Linked DNA regions of Mus musculus: region 2 is linked to region 1. A link is a contact called in public Hi-C data. All regions are on one chromosome and are shown on one strand. The core of a region is the stretch at or near the end of the contact, and the rest is flanking DNA. Distances in the headings are between cores, read along the strand shown. Region 1 overlaps Pde4b (phosphodiesterase 4B, cAMP specific). Region 2 overlaps Sgip1 (SH3-domain GRB2-like (endophilin) interacting protein 1).

The links. A called contact is a pair of places that touch in the nucleus more often than the background predicts.
Region 2: a Hi-C map of rod photoreceptor shows a contact between it and region 1, with 2.2 times the contacts expected there. The contact joins two enhancer-like sites. A contact is called at or near these places in 7 of 484 Hi-C or Micro-C datasets (the 63-12 cell line, cerebellum, embryonic stem cells and 3 more).

What each region holds. Positions count from the first base shown.
Region 1 is chr4:102,491,417-102,496,665 of GRCm38.p6, reverse strand. The region is part of intron 2 of Pde4b (phosphodiesterase 4B, cAMP specific); the gene reads right to left. Among named protein-coding and RNA genes, the nearest start is that of Gm52668, 21 kb to the left of the region's middle. Within about 2 kb of position 2,680, at least 40 of the 459 cell types and tissues checked have an H3K27ac peak or open chromatin away from gene starts, as enhancers often do. A contact at or near this core is called in rod photoreceptor, where this site is marked.
Region 2 is chr4:102,852,778-102,858,026 of GRCm38.p6, reverse strand. It overlaps Sgip1 (SH3-domain GRB2-like (endophilin) interacting protein 1), which reads right to left. Exons shown (of 26, transcript NM_001285852.1): 2 at 5,081-5,144. Among named protein-coding and RNA genes, the nearest start is that of Sgip1, 95 kb to the right of the region's middle. Within about 2 kb of position 2,591, at least 58 of the 459 cell types and tissues checked have an H3K27ac peak or open chromatin away from gene starts, as enhancers often do. A contact at or near this core is called in rod photoreceptor, where this site is marked.

The DNA of each region.
Region 1 (5,249 bases), core at 1,431-3,930:
TCCATGTCTACCCTTCTCTGATATGGGCTTTAGCAAAGTGCCTTGTTAGTGTGGCGGTCTCCACCCTCGTCTTTAGTCAGGCATTCTCTGAAACGCTTCGAAGGCCCAGTTTGAACAGTGATAAGAACCAGAAAGGGAACTGGCAAGCAGTAAGCATTCTTTATGTGATTGGCTGTTGTGTGTTGGCAAGCAGTAAGCATTCTTTATGTGATTGGCCGCTGTGTGCACTGGTACATTTACTATTGGCCGTGCAGCTGTGAGGCAAGCACATCGCAGGTGCTATCAAGTCAGTAGCCGCTACCTAGCACTTAGCTGGGCCTCTTTGCTCCCCAAGATCTGTGCTTTTGACACAATACTTGTGATTTTATGATGGCATATGATGACCCAGTTGGCAAAGCAAATTATGCAGAAGCCACAATCTTGCAAATAAAAACGTAATGAAGGAGATCGAAAAATGCACACAAACACAGAAAGAAATACACACAGTGGGTACTGAGTGGGAGCATGAATGAAATACTGAATACCAAAAGAGAGATTAACTCTAGATTAGTGGAAGTAAGAAGGGCTTGGCTGAGTCAGTAGTGTCTGAGATGGGCTTTTAGAGGCAGGGGTGTACTCGGTAAGAAGGCAGAGAGGATAGATGCTACTAATGAGAGAAATGGTTACGGCAGAGAGTTTCACATGGAAAAACAGTGAATAAAATCATTGGCGGCTATAGGAAAACATTTACTGTAGGCATGTGTAGAGAATAAGGTTGAAAGCCTATGATGTTGTGATTAACTTCACAGGACCAGGTAAGCCAGGGAGGGAGTTCAGTGAAGGGTGGGGGGGGGGGGGTGGTGGTGGTGAGATAGACAAGCCAAGAATGTGTTTTTTAAAAAATAAAATAAAAAACGTCGTGGTTGCTGAGGGGCAGGACTTCAGGGAGAGCCCTGGGAGCACCGCTGAGAGGGTTACTGGCAATGAGAAAGAGGAGATGCGGCCAAGAAGGGAACAGGAAATGATGCATTGAAGAGACGCCAGGGATCTTGTTAGAATTCAGCATTTGCTTGCATAAGGAAATAGTATTTTCAAAAAAAAAAAAAAAAAAGAGCATCTGAGAAAATAGTCATGAGAAAAACAAAAAAAAAAAGTGCAGAGGACTTGGGAATTTTCATGGGACCCATGGAGCTTTAGGGTACATGCTGAGTTTAAGGTGATCAGGGTCACCCAGGTGGCACTACGGACTAGGATGGTGGTGTTAACAAGGGATTGATACTACAGAGTTAGGCTTCGCCAAGGCGGGAGGGAGAGCTATGGTGGGGGGATGACTTTGTTCATGGCAGTATCTGTAGTTAAGGAGGCCAGAGGAGAGGCTCAGGGGTTTCAGAAAGGGACTAAAAGCAGAGAGAATAAAAATGGAGTCAGAAATGATTGTTAGAAATGGCATGTGGTAACTTGCACCCCAACTGCCTGCATTTTCATATGGCAAACGTCCAGATGGGTGAAAGATCTTCCTGTCCAGATTTTCGAGATAAAGCTGACATAGTTCATAATATGCAAGGGTGAGTTGGAGCCCAGGGAAATTGATTCAGAGTTATGCAGATCTTCAGTGACCCTGGATATCTGGTGTTTAATTACGGAATGGAAGTCAAGTCATTTAGGGAGACAGACAGTGCAACACACACTGAGCTGGGTGTCAAATCATCCAATAAGACACAGGCATATCAACTCACATGGAGCTGATGTGGGGCAAGTGATCTGGAGAGGGAGTATGACTATAGAAATTCACAATTAAAGAGGGTGCACAGCACAGCACAGCACAGCACAGCACAGCGCAGCTCAGCACAGCACACTACAGCACAGCACAGCACAGCACAGCGCAGCACAGCACAGCACAGCACAGCGCAGCACAGCCCAGCGTAGCCCAGCGCAGCCCAGCGCAGCCCAGCGCAGCCCACCGCAGCCCAGCACAGCCCAGCCCAGCACAGCACAGCACAGCACAGCACAGCACAGCACAGCACAGCACAGCACAGCACAGCACAGCACAGCACAGCTCAGTACAACACAGCACAGCTCAGTACAACACAGCACAACACAGCATAACATAGCATAGCCCAGCCCAGCCCAGCCCAGCCCAGCCCAGCCCAGCCCAGCCCAGCCCAGCCCAGCGCAGCGCAGCCCAGCGCAGCCCAGCGCAGCCCAGCGCAGCCCAGCACAGCACAGCACAGCTCAGCACAGCACAGCACAGCACAGCACAGCTCAGCACAGCTCAGTACAACACAGCACAACACAGCATAACACAGCATAGCCCAGCCCAGCCCAGCCCAGCCCAGCCCAGCCCAGCGCAGCGTAGCACAGCACAGCACAGCTCAGCACAGCACAGCACAGCACAGCACAGCACAGCACAGCACACACAGCACAGCGCAGTGCAGCGCAGCGCAGCACAGCACAGGGCAGCACAGCACAGCACACACAGCACACACAGCACAGCACAGCACAGCACAGCACAGCACAGCACAGCACAGCACAGCACAGCACAGCACAGCTCAGCACAGCACAGCACACACAGCACACACAGCACAGCACAGCACAGCACAGCACAGCACAGCACAGCACAGCTCAGCACAGCACAGCACAGCACAGCACAGCACAGCACAGCACAGCTCAGCGCAGCTCAGCACAGCTCAGTACAACACAGCACAACACAGCACAGCACAGCATCAGCAAAGCTTTCCCAGGGGACTTCCTTTTGGAGTTCTGACAGCAGGATATTCAGAAACTTTGCGGGGAGGGAGGAGGTATATTGGCAGATCACCTGCACTGGCTCTGTAAGATCGTTAGAGTGACTAACCTAATGCTGTAGGTCAAATAATAGCCAATAGAGATATAAGCAGATGTAGAGCAAGTATCAAGGAAGAAACTAAGTAAAATGAAACAAACAAACAAAAAATCTAGATTACAAAACTATTTTGAAATCATAATATGTTATTTTGTAAGTTAAGAATAGACTTCAATTGCAATAGAAAAATATTTGACTATGGAAACTGATTGATTGATTGATCGATTGACTGGTTGATTTCCCAGCTCACTGGAGAAAGCAGTTTAAGCATCTCAACAGCAAAGTGGAATTTTCAGAACTGTTACACAAGCACCCTCTAGTGACAGAATTGGAACATTACACCCTTACAAACTAACTTGAGGACTCCCAAGTATGGAATGACATCTTGCAATTGGATCTTGGAATTGAGTGTGTAGGTCATATCTTAACCATGAAATGGCTTTTTAAAATGCAATAAAAAATGCTGATTCTTACCACCATACTCTGAGTTTTAACTTACTCCCCATTTCTCTGTTTCATTACAATATGTGGAATTGTCTTGCACTAATAGTTGCCTTGAGCCTGTCTTCTACAGATTAGAACTGCAGTCATTGGAAGCACACCTACTGCCTCTGGCCAGTGTTGTCTTGTTTCTAAGATAGTATTATCATCCATGAGAGTTAAACAAGCTGTGTCTTAACTTCTTCATCTGCATACGGGGTTCTGTGAGCAATGAGGTAGCCCTCAGTAGTGGATCTTTATTATGGTAATTAGGCAGTTGCCTGCCTGTCTTCTGCCTCTTTAAGATTTGTATGACTGGCCCTATTGCAGTCTGTACAACTTATGTTTCTATTGTATAGTATAGTTACAAAATGCTTTCACGGACATTGCTGTGTGTAACAGACGGAAGAGCCTAATCGTTAATGAACGATGTTAATTCCAGATGCAGCATGCTGGCCCGGTGGAAAGCTTTTCTCTGCCTCATCCCACAAGCATCCACTAAGCCCTGTCAGGCAATTTGCAAATATTTATTAATTGCCCACCAAGCCTTCACTGCTGTCAGTCCATGCTCTTGAGATTATATGCACAGGAGGCCACAGTTGCCCCTAGCTGCTTGCTTAGTTAGGTTCTCTAGTGTTGTCTTTCTTTCTGAAGGTGTTAATGCTACTAACTCTCAAGCTCCTGAGATGGTTTGCAAACCAGACACCTCTTGATGGTCTCCCTACAGGATGTTTTGAAGCACTGCTCACCTGCAGCTCGCAAAACAGCTCATAGGCCTTTCACTACAAGGGGGCTGTTGCCTCACCGGCCTCAGCCCTCCCTCCACAGTCCTTCTAGCTAGAAAGCTAGGTAGAGCAGCCTTCTCCAGCCTACCCTCCAGCCTACCTAGTCTTTTTACTTCAGCCGAATCTCCTCCAATAGGCCGTTCACCCAGCCTAGCCAGGCTTTCTAAAGTGCTGTACAAGCCTCTCTAGTGTTGTCTTTCTTTCTGAAGGTGTTAATGCTACTAACTGACTTATATATCCTTTAGGTTTATGAAGGCACAGGAAGTGTCTTATTTATTCACAAAATGTTTATATTTAAGTACATACTCACTAAAAGAAAGAGTGAACATGTTAATAGCTGGAAGGTAGGCATATCATTGATAAATCTAGGGCCTTGTTTAGTTTAAATCCCATGTCTTTGGATTGGATTCCCATCTGAATTTCTGGGGTTCAAGCCTGGCTTCTTACTCCATGTCCCATGCTTTCATCCTTATCTGCATAAACAAAACAGAACAAAAACGTGCTCCTACCACACCGAGGCTGCGGAGACTAAATGAATGGACATATGTAAAGTACTTTAGCATATGGCATACATACCGGCAATGTTTCATCAGCGTATGGTTTTACTTACAGATAATTTAGACCATAAGGGAGACCCCACATCTTAACAGTCATGGCAATCAACTGAAACAGCTGTGGCTCTAACTTGAGTCTTTGATACCCCATTGTACTCTTTGCCCCTCCATCAATAAACAGGTCTTAAATTTAAGTGGCCTACCACTTTTACTTTTTATCCTGGATTTTAGGTGCTATTTCCCTCTAGAACATACATACGCCTTTGTACGTGGTAGCTTCTGAAAGGTCCCTGGTTGAGCCTTTGCACATGGGATGATCAGATGAAAAAAATACGGCTCCCCCCCCCCTTCCGCCCCCCTGTGGTTTTGCAGGTGGGCTTTGAATCTCATTGTGGAGAGAGCAAATTTCTGCCATAGTTTTCTGGAAGAAAAACCGCCCCTGCTAATTTCCAGTAATTTGTGTTTCCACTGAGAAACCTGTACCAAAATATGTGAAGGCATTTGTTTAGAAATGATTCCAGCCCAGGAATGGAGCAGAGCCCAACAGATCGCCACACTCAGGAACACAGCTGCACTGGCCTTAGGGGAGCCAAGAAAACTTAGTTCTCT
Region 2 (5,249 bases), core at 1,342-3,841, 360 kb before region 1:
CCTGTAGTCTCTTGAACGTGGGCCAGAGTTCTAGGAAGACTTGCTCATATTCATTCATTTACTTTCCTCCGCATATGACTGATCTTCTCCAGACGTGGAAAGCTTTCTTCCACTCATCCTTGTTTGTTGATGACTCTTATTTCCAACGTTTCCTTTTTGTTTTCTTTTTTCTTCCAAATCTGACTTCCTCTGTGTTTCTGAAGATCTCTTCCATACCACTCACCATCATTACCTCGACTAACTTTCTCACGTAGGTTCTAAGCTCACTTTCTTCTTTTACTTATCTACTGGATGAGGCCTCTGTGTTTAACAGCAAGAGTCTGAAGTCTTCTGGCATTCTCGCTACAAGATGGCGCTTCTGTCTTTGAGTTCTGAGCTTGCAAAAGTACTAGAGTGGCTTGATTTCCCATGTGGTTTCTGTTTTCTTGATTTTTCTTTTTTGTACATTTATTGGGATCTTTATGAACTCCAGGTTTTAATTTGTCCTTTCTTTTCACTTTTTTGTTTAATGTAATTTATGGGAGTCTTCTGGTCAAATGGTTTCTGCTTGGATTTCTCCCTCATTACAATTTTTTGGGTGAAGCAAACTATATATTCAAACATGGCGATTTATGGCAATCTTGGTATACATACAGAATAAAAACAAAACAAACAAAACCAACCAACCAACCAAAAACTTATGTTCCCAGTAAGGTTCGGAGACAGGGACACCAGGGTACTTTAAGAAAAAAAAATGCAGTTTACAGTGTTTTAGAGCTGCTAGAGTTAATAGTTAGGTAAAAGGAGCTGGTGGTGACGATGCACGTCTTTAATGCCAGCACTTGGGAGGCAGAGGCAGGTGGATCTCTGTGAGTTTGAGGCCAGCCTGGTCTACAGAGTGAGTTCCAAGACAACCAAGGCTACACAGAAAGACCCTGTCTTGAAAAACAAGCAACCCTCTCCCCCCACCAAAAAAAAAAAAAAGAGAAAGAGGAGGAAGAGGAAAAAGAGAAGAAGAGAAGGAGGAGGAAGAGAGAAAAGAGAGGAGGAGGAGGAGGGAAGATCTTCAGGGAGCGATGTGAGCTATGGGAGAGCCCCAGTATGTGAGTTAGAAGTGTGAGGACTAATAGAGAAAATACAAAGGAAGAGACTCAGGAAAAGAGATGGAAAAGCCTGTTCAGGCAAGATTCAGACCAAAAGGAACTATATAAGAGAGATGAAAAGGTGTGAATTAAAATAACAAAGAAAATTAAAATGAAATGGGAAGTATACCACTAGCTTGTACTTTTCTTAGGTGGGATAACATGGCTGCCCCCATTCCTTTGTTAGTTTTTTTCTTGTAGCTGTCCCTACAGATGGGGAGTGAGGTCCTGTTCTCAGTGATCCAGACAAGTTGGACTTAGATGTCCCCCCTTGTGAGTGAGTGAGCGTCTGTGCTGGGGACAGCTTTCTGTTAGAATGTCCTAATGGGGGACGATGGGGGCTGCAAGCCATCTAATCCCATCTCTTCCCGGTGTGCTTGGAAAGCCTGCTTTCCATTCAGGCATTAGTGTTGAGGGGGCGCTGGCAGGCTTGTGTTTACCTCTGTGGCTGGACATTCTTTTCCTTTGTGATTCCTGGCCCCTTCCCTGATGAGTGACCCACAAAGTCTGAAAATGCATTCACGGGCTGGGCAGGACCGGGCCTGGGTCAGCACAGTTCTTGTGTTCCCATGCTGCTGTTCATCTATGGTCTTCCACACATTCTCCGGGACAGCCACATGCCGTGCTTGCAGAAGACTGCAGCTTTAGGCTCCCGCTGGTGACTCAAAGCAGCTCTCTGTGTGTGGGTGCTAGCTGATGGCTGCTTCAGGCTGCTTCCAGTCGGAGGATTCTGTGGATCTCGTTGGCTTTTGCTTCTTTCTATATACTGCCTTTCTTTCCTTTTGTGCACACTCTCCAGCTGCCCTACCATCCCCTCTGTGAGTTTCTGACGTTTCTCTATTCTTTCTCTTTCAGAATTAGACAGACGGGTTCTTCACCAGGACACACAGAGGCAGCTTTTAATTCGCCATTTTCTACACAATGCCAAATTTATACTGCATTCCATAAGAGAACCAATCAAGCCTTAGACCTGTATTTCATTTTAATAAGTTTTCTTCTTTTCTTAATGAGATACTTTATATTGGATAAATTCTATTTTAAACCTCGTTATTCATCATCTTTGTGTGGCCTCTAATTTTAAATGTTGGTTTCCTGGAACGGTTGCCATTTCTCTTTAATGGTCTGTCTGGGTTACAGATCTTTCCCGTCTTTTCTAGAGCAGGGTTCTGTTCTCAGCCTTGCTTACATCAAGGCCTTCTGCAACTTGCTAACCCCGGCTGGCACTGATGTCTCATCTCTAGAAGTGAGGTATTGTTACTGACCTTATTGAATTATGTGAAAATGAAGGATAACAGGGCAGTCACATATTCTGCCACTTAGCAAGGCTCTCCCTCCCTTCCTCTCTCTATCAGCCTCTCTAATGATGATCAAATCAGGAAGCTCTGGTTTTTGCCCCACTCTCTCTGAGGAGGTTCAATCAGTTGAAGTTGATGCTGGCTGCTACCCTAGCGTTGCCTAGCAACCCTAAGCAGGTTGCAACAATTCTGAAAAAGGCCCGGCACCAACAAGGTCTCACTGATTGCAGGCTAATATAAGGATTATCTAAAGCTGGAGGGACAGCACACTGCCCGAGCGTTCTATGAACCCTTTTGTGTGGATGGTTCCTTCTCCAAGTATGATCCATGATTCAATTTGAGAACAGGGGTTCATGAAAACAAAAGCTTTCCCAAGACAGCCTGTCCTTTAGCCATCGCTGTTGGGGGGAGCCAGGTTATTAATTTGCTCTCCTGTAAGTAATTCTGTACTCAAGAGAAGTTAAGTAAAGACACTTGAGACTCTATAAAGTAATGCCTCATTAGAAGACCTCAGAGAGACGGGACATCTGAGGCAAAGGTGTGAGGAATAACTTACTTTAATAGACTTGGCAATGGGAAAGAAAGGCTTTGGCCACATACAAATTAGCTGAGCTTGCCCTGGGGCTCATTTAGCCCCCCTCCTACTCTCTCTTTTTCTCTCCCACTCTCTTTTCTTCTCCCTCTCCCTTTCCATCTCTTTGCCACCCTCCCCCCCGCCCCCAGGTGTGGCCGACTGCTCAGTGTGTGGCCTTCTAGGGGACCTGGACGTCACCTCATAGAAAGCTCATTGTCCCAGGTAAGGAAACTGAGGCCAAGTAACGAACTGCATGATTTCCAAGTTCTGAAGACTCTCCTGACTGAACTGGGGCAAGAACACAGACAGGTATCCAAGGGAGAGTAAGGGATGTTATTTTATTTTGATGGTTAATATTTAGAAAATGGCAAACTTATCAAGAAGCATTATAAAGTATTAGATGCTCAGGAAAAAAAATATTCCTAACTTAATCATTTAGAAATTGCTTCAGGACCACAGTAAACGTAATTTCCAAGAAATATTTACCAAAAGAGGAAGCGTCAACTGTAACAACTGAGTTAACATCTAGCATCTACACAGAAAGGTAAGCTCCCTTCTCAGTGCCTCACATCTCTGGTTTACATTTCAGGGGTCCAAGGTGACCCACTGCCAAGGATGGATGGCCCTCAGCTTATGATTTAAGGCCCTTCCTGTTTTACCACATCCACTTTCCATCCTGGCCTCCCGAGACCACATTTACCAACGGCTCGCGGGCGTGTGACACTGTCTGGCCCTGTCCTGATGCCCGATACCTTTCCCACCTCTCTGCCTTTGCTTTTTTCATTCCATTTGTGTGAAAGAAAGCCCCTCACCTTTTAGAAAGCTAGACTCAATGTCCTCCTGCCAGGAAGCATCAGGCCAAATGTGGCCTTTCTTACCTTCAACTTTCTCTGAAATTCCATGGGAATTGCTCACGAGGAACTCATCACTGCCAGTTTATACCAGTCAGGAGAGTCGTCAGAGCTGATGCTTATTAAATATGAAGGAGCCCACTAGGCACTTTACCCGGTGCCTTTAGATGCAGGAAATACTTTTTAATTTGTGTAATACTTTATTGACTCAATTTTATATTCTTGCATGGAAGGACACAAGAAAATGCTAACTGTCCTATGATAAGATTTATATTTAATTAAAGTGAAAATTAAAGGCTTGAAGATGGAACTAATGAATTGTGTTCACCTCTTCACACATAGCTGTGATTTTTCTAGATTGTTCTTTTTCATGTACGCTGGGTGAAGGATTCTGCTGGATTCCATTCTGATGGAACCGAATGGAATCTCAGAGCGGCAGGCCTTCGCAGACCTGCAGTTCACCTTACAGCCAGCTGTAGCTGCTTGCTGCTGCTCTCCTCTCACTGAGCTAGACCGAGAGTCCATGCTCCCGGCCAGGGATGATGTTACTAAAATTTTGTGTCAGGGCCAGCTTCAAAATGAACACTCAATATGGTTAAATAAGAACCAAGTGAACGTGTTATGCTACTAGCACTCTCCAGGGTCTACTCTCCCGGGGGACACAGAGAGTCCAATTTCTTGGGCAGGATCACTTAGCTACATCAAAGCAAGCCTATATTTGTTTTGGCATTGGTTTCTTTCTGGCAGTGAAATGAACTGAGCTTCCTGTCCATACGGTTCTGCCTGCCCAGTCTTAGGATCTCAAATAAGAGCTTTGGGGTGTCATCTAGGGGTTGTGTTAGGGTGAATCTGCCTACATAGGTATTATGTTATTCTCTTGGGATCTCATACAGATAGCTCTGGAAGTGTAACTGGGTGTTTTTTTAGTTTTTCTTTTTTTACTTCTACAAATGAAATAATCACATTTTCTGCCCCTCTGCTTGGAAGTAACAGACTAGATATGAGACAGTGAAAATACATGATAAAAAATTTTGAATCTGTGATGAATAATGTCTACCTTTTAAAGGCACAAATCTAAGTATCTATGACGAACAGTGGCAGTTGACCCAGAAATGGGGAAAGCCCAGAAAACCAAACAAATGAGCATCCGCTCTCAGAAGAGCCTTTGGGGCAGGCCCTCTTTAAACCAACATCAGTGACTTAGACTGAAGCCAGTGGGGCAAACTCTAAGGTACATACGTAGAGTCAGTGTCTTTTTCTTTCTTCCGTATTCCAAAGGCCTTCCTTGTACGTTTTTTCAGTCCTGTGGTTAAAAAAACAAAACAAAACAAAACAGCAAATGGTCAGAAAACAACCAGCAGAGCAAGTGAATGTATCAGGGAAGGTTCAGCCAGACCTGGTACAGTGG